Regions from separate parts of the Triticum aestivum genome. Here region 2 is linked to region 1. A link is a contact called in public Hi-C data. All regions are on one chromosome and are shown on one strand. The core of a region is the stretch at or near the end of the contact, and the rest is flanking DNA. Distances in the headings are between cores, read along the strand shown. Region 1 has its middle 71 kb from the start of LOC123160861. Region 2 holds the start of LOC123157014 (transducin beta-like protein 3).

Region 1 (3,145 bases), core at 69-2,568:
AATTTGACAAAAAATCACAAAGTTAAAAAAAAAAGGTTCCCGAATTTGAAAAATAATTTAGTTTGGAAAAGATCACGAATTTAAGAAAAAAATCATAAATTTAGAAAAAATTAATAAATAGCTCATGGCTTGCTGCGAGCCATTGGGACCGAGTCAGGCCCGATACTGTTAATGGCTGCGTTCAGATACGAAATTCGGCCTGGAGCGCAAGCGGTCCAAGCGGCGCCTTTAGCGCCCGTTACAGGCGTTTTCGCTAACGGGCACATACCCCCCCCCCCACCCCCCGTTCGCGCTGGGCTGGCCCATCTGCTCTTTTCTCTCTTCTGTTTTTCGCACAAAAAAAGCGGCTACGGTGAGACTCAAACATAGGACCTGCCGCCTTAAATTAGTTCGCACTTACCATTCGCCACCGATTCTCACGTGACTACTGACATCTTTTCCTTCTATTATTGTCTACTTTTCTTTTTTTTTCTTCTTTAATCTTCTTCATGGTTCAATGTTTTTCTAAAAAATTCGTGACTATTTCTTAAAAGTCGATGAACTTCTTATCAAATTCGATGATCCTTTTGCAAAATTGATGATTATTTCTTCAATTTGATGAACGTTTCTTGAGTTTGATGAAATTTTTTTCAAATTTGATGAACTTTTTTGAAAACTTGATATGAACATTTTCAAAATTGATGAACTTTTCTTCAAATTCAACGAACTTTTTCAAGTTTGATGAACTTTTCTTCAAATTTGATGAATTTTTTTGAAAACATGATATGAAATTTTCTTTAAATTTGATGAACTTTTTTCAAGCCCGGTGAACTTCTTTTAAAATCGATAAATTTTCTTCAAATGTGATGAACTTTTTTCAAGTTTGATGAACTTTTTTCCAAAATTGATGAACTTTTTTCAAACTCGGTGAACTTTTTTATAAATTGATGAGCTTTTCTTCAAATTCGATGAACTTTTTTCAAAAGCGTTGAACTTTTTTCAACATCGATGAAGCTTTTTTTTAAGTATGTGTATTGTTCTTAAAAAATGATGAACGTTTTTAAATTCATGATTTTTTCTAAATAATTCAAACAATGGTGGGCACTGTGCTATAAATAGCGCAGCGGCACTTGTTCTTATAAGGTTGGTGCTTTATATCAGTCAAAACGTGCAGTTGGTGTAGTGGTTAGCGAAACTGGCACGGACATTGAGTGACCTCGGTTCGAATCCTGGGGTTTTTTTTTTACTACAGGTTCGCTGCACAGTACGTTCACGGGCCAACCCAACAGGGCGCTGCCGAACAGGAGCTCTCGTCCAAGCCGGTTATGGTCCGGTGCATATCATAGGTTGCGTTCATGTCAGGTGCCTCCGTAAATGAGCTGGCCCAGCACGTGGAAGGCCACAGGCCAATACCTTATTTTTTTTAATGTTTTCGTGTTTTTGTTTTGTACTCCCTCCGTTCCTAAATATTTGTCTTTCTAGACATTTCAATGGACTACTACATACGGATGTATGTAGACATATTTTAAAATGTAGATTCATTTATTTTGCTCCGTATGTAGTCACTTGTTGAAATGTCTAGAAAGACAAATATTTAGGAACGGAGGGAGTATTTTTTTTAATTTTGAAAAAAATTCCAAATATTATAAATATATATTATAGAAAATACTTTCCAGAAAATATTTAATAATGGTAACTAAGCTTTTAAAAATGTTAAATGTTTATGGAGAAAATATTCGTCATGAACACAAAGTTGTACTAAAGAAATGTCAATTATATGAATGGAAGGGAGTCTATAAGAAATATACAATATGTATGAAAAAAATTGATAATATATTGAAATAATATAAATCAAATATTTGAATAGTATTAATGAAGCATATAAAAAATGGTAAATGTGTATAGAAAATGTTTTACTAGTATATGGGAAAATATATAAAAAACATATACAATGTGTATGAAAAAATATTCAACATGTATTTAAAAATTATTAAACGTCTATTAAAAATGTTAAACATGTAGAAACAATGTTTATTGGTGTATACAGAAAAATTTTATTGTGAAATTTTTTATTGCCACTAAACAATGGCCGTCATGTATTGAAAAATATTCACCATGTATTGAGAATATGTTAAATGTGTATATAGAAAATGTATTAGATACACAAAAAATTTACAATGTGTATGGAAAAGTGCACAATAAAAAAATAGATTTAAAAAATATTCATCATGTTTGTCAAAAATGTTAAACTTGTATATAAAATATATTTCTGATGTATACGAAAATACAGAATGTGTACTGATAAAAAGTTGTCATGTGTTGAACCAAAAAAGAAACCAATGAAAATCGGCAAATAAAACAAATAAACCCAGTAGAAACAAAGAAAACAAAAACTTAAAAAATAGTGCAAAACAATACTACTACTAATAAAACCCAAGGAAAAACAAAGAACATATGAAACCAAGAAAGAAACAAAGAAAATAAAGAAAGTAGGAAATAAAAGAAAGAACCAATGAAAACGAAGGAAGAAACAAAAAAACAAAGAAAAAACAGGAATAAAACAAAGAGAACCGGTGAAAAACAAAGGAAAAACCAAAGAAACATGTGGAGAAACAAAATAACAAAAAGAAACATGAAAGAAAAAAACAGAGAAAAAAGGAGCGAACATAGTTACCAGCGAGCGAGGAAGAGCGCCCGAGCGAGGGAGAGAGCTACGAAACGGGCCAGTCCAATATTGTACAAAACAGAAAAAAAAGCTCCAGGCGAGACAGAAGGTACTCTTGGTAAAGTGAGATATAACTCTAACAGTCCGACAGAGTCTCACCGCAACCTAGCGATGGCGCCGTCGTCACCGTCCTTGTCCATGGCACCTCCACCTCCCCATGGTCGTCGCCGCCTCACCCTATCTATGGCCGGTGCTGCCTCCAGCTCTAGGGAAAAAATCAATGTGTTGATCCCATGCTCTCCGAAGGTATGGTTGAAGTACATAGGAGGAGCATGTCGGCGAGCTCTCCACCGTGTCCTCGGTGTCGCACTCTCCATCACAATCGAATTTGTGATGAACTATGTCATGGACCTATTGTGCTATGTGATGGGAACTATGTAATGAACCTAAGCTATGCTATGTGCCGTGAATTTGAGACCTTCTATTTAGAGTTGCATTATG
Region 2 (3,131 bases), core at 527-3,026, 440 kb after region 1:
TCCAAGCACCATATGCGCACGATTCCACGTTCACCAACCGTAAGAAAATAACCATCCGTTTTTTCCTTCAACTTTGCCGCTTCGACACCCAAACAAGCCAAGATGCCGCTCCCTGGTCCAATGAAGGAAACACCTTCTATCATTTCATATGCTGGTATTGTCTTCTTTGAGGCGTACTTCCGAAGATCCCACACATTCACAACCTACAGACGTTTCATCCACTCAAAATGTTGGTAGCTCAGGACAGAAATATGCATTGCAAATTTACAATTTTTATACTGATGAATATCGGAATGCTAGCCATTAAAAAGTATCTAGTCTAGATAAATAAAAAGCATGATCGTAACTAGCCCCATCCACCATGAGGCCATGAAGATCATCTATTTTATGACTGTTGCAATCAATTTCAAACCCCAGCTTTTCCAGTGTCTAGCAATGACAAACCAATGGAACTCATGCATCATCAAAGTATAAACTAGCACACACATAAATATGAAAAATCAACTTATAAACATAGGGGAAATTTAAGCCAGATTTCAATCCTCCCGCTATACCTTATCCCTTCCTGCACTGAGCAATGTTAGCCCGTCTTCTGATAATGCCAACGAAGTCACTGTTGAAAAATGTGCGTTAAGCACCGCAATGCATTTTTTGCTTTCAAGGTTCCAAACGCGCACTGTGCCATCATCACTTCCTGAAAATAACTAGACATCGAGAAAATAATGAGGCTACAAATACCATGAATGCAATGAGAAATAGAAGGCATGTATCACAAAAACCAACAACAGCTCAGTGGGGCTAATACTGAGTTACTTGCACCAAGAAGAAAAAAGTTTGATTTCAATTGATCATGTTTTCTTCACATGTAAGTAATTTATCTCCAAAATCATACTCACCAGAAGGCGCTTTGGATCTCTGTGGAACATTATGGTCGTCACAACACCTGTATGACCTCTAAAGAAATGTGTGCAAAACCCACCATCCACATCCCACACGCAAACCTTCTTGTCTGCTCCGGCGGTTGCAAGCAACCCACCAGAAGCATGGCATGACATGGCCATAACAGGACCATCATGTCCCTGTTAAGTCATAACAAAAAACAAATGAGCATACCTCGGATATTGAGGAACAAAAAGAAGGCAGTACTAATACGCTCAAATGAAAAATTTATAGCTGCAGAAGATGTTGACATTTATATGTGTAAATCCTCCATTCTGTCACCAGAGAAGAGACGAAGATTAGAAAAAGCACCTACCTTCCAGCTGCGGATGCAAGTGCGAGACGCGAGGTCCCAGACCCTGATAAGCTTGCTGTGGCCAGCAGCAAAGAGCAGGCGGGAGTCGGGGGACAGCGCGATCCCCGTGACGGCCTCGGAGTCGCCGTCGATGGGCTCCCCTATGGCGGAGGCGTCGGCGGCGGACACCACGCGCAGCTCGCTGCCGCAGGCGCACGCGAGGAACGCCTCCTCGGCGTCGCCCTCGCCCTCGCCGCGGGGGGCGCGCCCGACGGCGAAGGGCCCGCCCGTGTAGAACTGCTGCAGCGAGCGGTCGCAGCGGTAGTTGTTCTTGGGCCCCTGCGACAGAGCCATGGCGTTGCGCGTCGGCGGCGGGTCGTCGGAGCTAGGGTTTTGCAGTGGTGGCGGCGCGAGAAGGGGGGAGCAGGGTTTAAGTCGGCGGCGTGGCCGCGCGGGACAGTGGGCGGCGGCGGCGGCTTGAGGATGGGAGAGGACGAGAGTGCGGCGGCTAGGTTCGGTTGGCTTCTCTGCTCGATTTTTTTTTGGGGACATGGCTTCTCTGCTCGTAAAACCTAATGTGCTGACTTACTGGACTGGGCCGGGGACGGTGGGCTGGCAGGCAAAGCTGGACTGGGAAGCTACTACTACTATTTATTTAAATATAAAGGGCCCACATGTCAGCTAATCGGGCGACCCATCGAGTGACCCACGGGCAGGACCTCATGCCCATACCCTACCTGGGTTATCCATCGGGCTAACCCATGGGTGAATATGCTGACCCATACCCTACCCATTCGGGTCGGGTGCCCATGGGTCGGATTGCCGGGTTGAGGCGGCAGTGCGTCTATGCGGGAGGGAGAGAAGCCTAAGGCGTCGACACGTGTGTCCCTGACGCAGCGACATTGAGGGCTGTGGCCCTGTTGGGCTCACTTTTAATTTTGTTTTGAGCAAATATTCTGAGCTCACATAAGTGGGGTGTGTGTGTGGGCGGATGCTATCCCCGCATAGGTTGGGGAATAACGATCAAAACACCAACCCCGCGCGCCTCGTCTTCAGTGTAGGCCGGCCTATTTTGGGTTTTTCTCCACCGACTTTGAGAAGTTTCTAGAACCTTCCCTGAACCAGATTTCCTTATTCTTTTTTCGTTGCTTTTTCTCTGGTTCTTTTTTCCTTTTTCTTTTATGTTTTTACCTTTTTACCTCTTTCTTTTTAGTTTTTCTTTTTCTTTCTCTTTTATTTTTTTCTTCTTTTTCATTTTTATTTTTCCTTTTCCAAACTAAACAATATCTAAAATACATATTTTTTTTAAAAATGATGAACAATTTCTGAATTCATGATTTTGTTTTTGCAAATTGCAAACATTTTTTAAAGTGTGAACTTTTTTTGAATACAAGAACTGCTTTTGAAATTTGTGAATTTTTTTTCAAACTCATGAATATTTTTTTAACATTTTTGAAACCGACGAACATTGTTGGAATTCTCAAAAAATGAGGTTCAAGTACATTTTTCAACTTGAGCACATTTTTTGAGATAGTGAATATTTTTCGAACTCACAAACATATTTTAAACTCCATGAGTATTTTTTTCAGTTCAAGATCATTTTTAAAAAGTCATGAATATTTTTCAAACTCACTAACATTTTTTAATATGCAAACCATTTTTTAAATTCATGAACATTTTTTAACATTCTCAAACTCTTTCCAAATTTATGACATTTTTTTAAATGCGCAAACATTTCTCTAACCTGATGAGTCGATATGGTCCAACAAATTTTGTTATTAAACTTCATATGAAAAGAATCAAACAATAATGTCATAACCAGCAGGTGAAGGCATTGACTGAAAATAATCAAAAAAAATTATTAGACTTTGTATGAAAATTATTTTTGTTAACTGTA

Evidence for each region. A called contact is a pair of places that touch in the nucleus more often than the background predicts.
Region 2: a Hi-C map of leaf shows a contact between it and region 1, with 4 times the contacts expected there. The contact joins the promoter of LOC123157014 here to the enhancer-like site in region 1. A contact is called at or near these places in 2 of 5 Hi-C or Micro-C datasets (both in leaf).

The regions. Positions count from the first base shown.
Region 1 is chr7B:700,478,778-700,481,922 of IWGSC CS RefSeq v2.1, forward strand. No RefSeq gene overlaps it. Among protein-coding and RNA genes, the nearest start is that of LOC123160861, 71 kb to the right of the region's middle. Within about 2 kb of position 1,319, at least 3 of the 8 cell types and tissues checked have an H3K27ac peak or open chromatin away from gene starts, as enhancers often do. A contact at or near this core is called in leaf, where this site is marked.
Region 2 is chr7B:700,917,327-700,920,457 of IWGSC CS RefSeq v2.1, forward strand. It overlaps LOC123157014 (transducin beta-like protein 3), which reads right to left and starts at 1,777. Exons shown (of 14, transcript XM_044575236.1): 1 at 1,256-1,777; 2 at 897-1,079; 3 at 555-704; 4 at 1-203. The coding sequence starts at 1,588.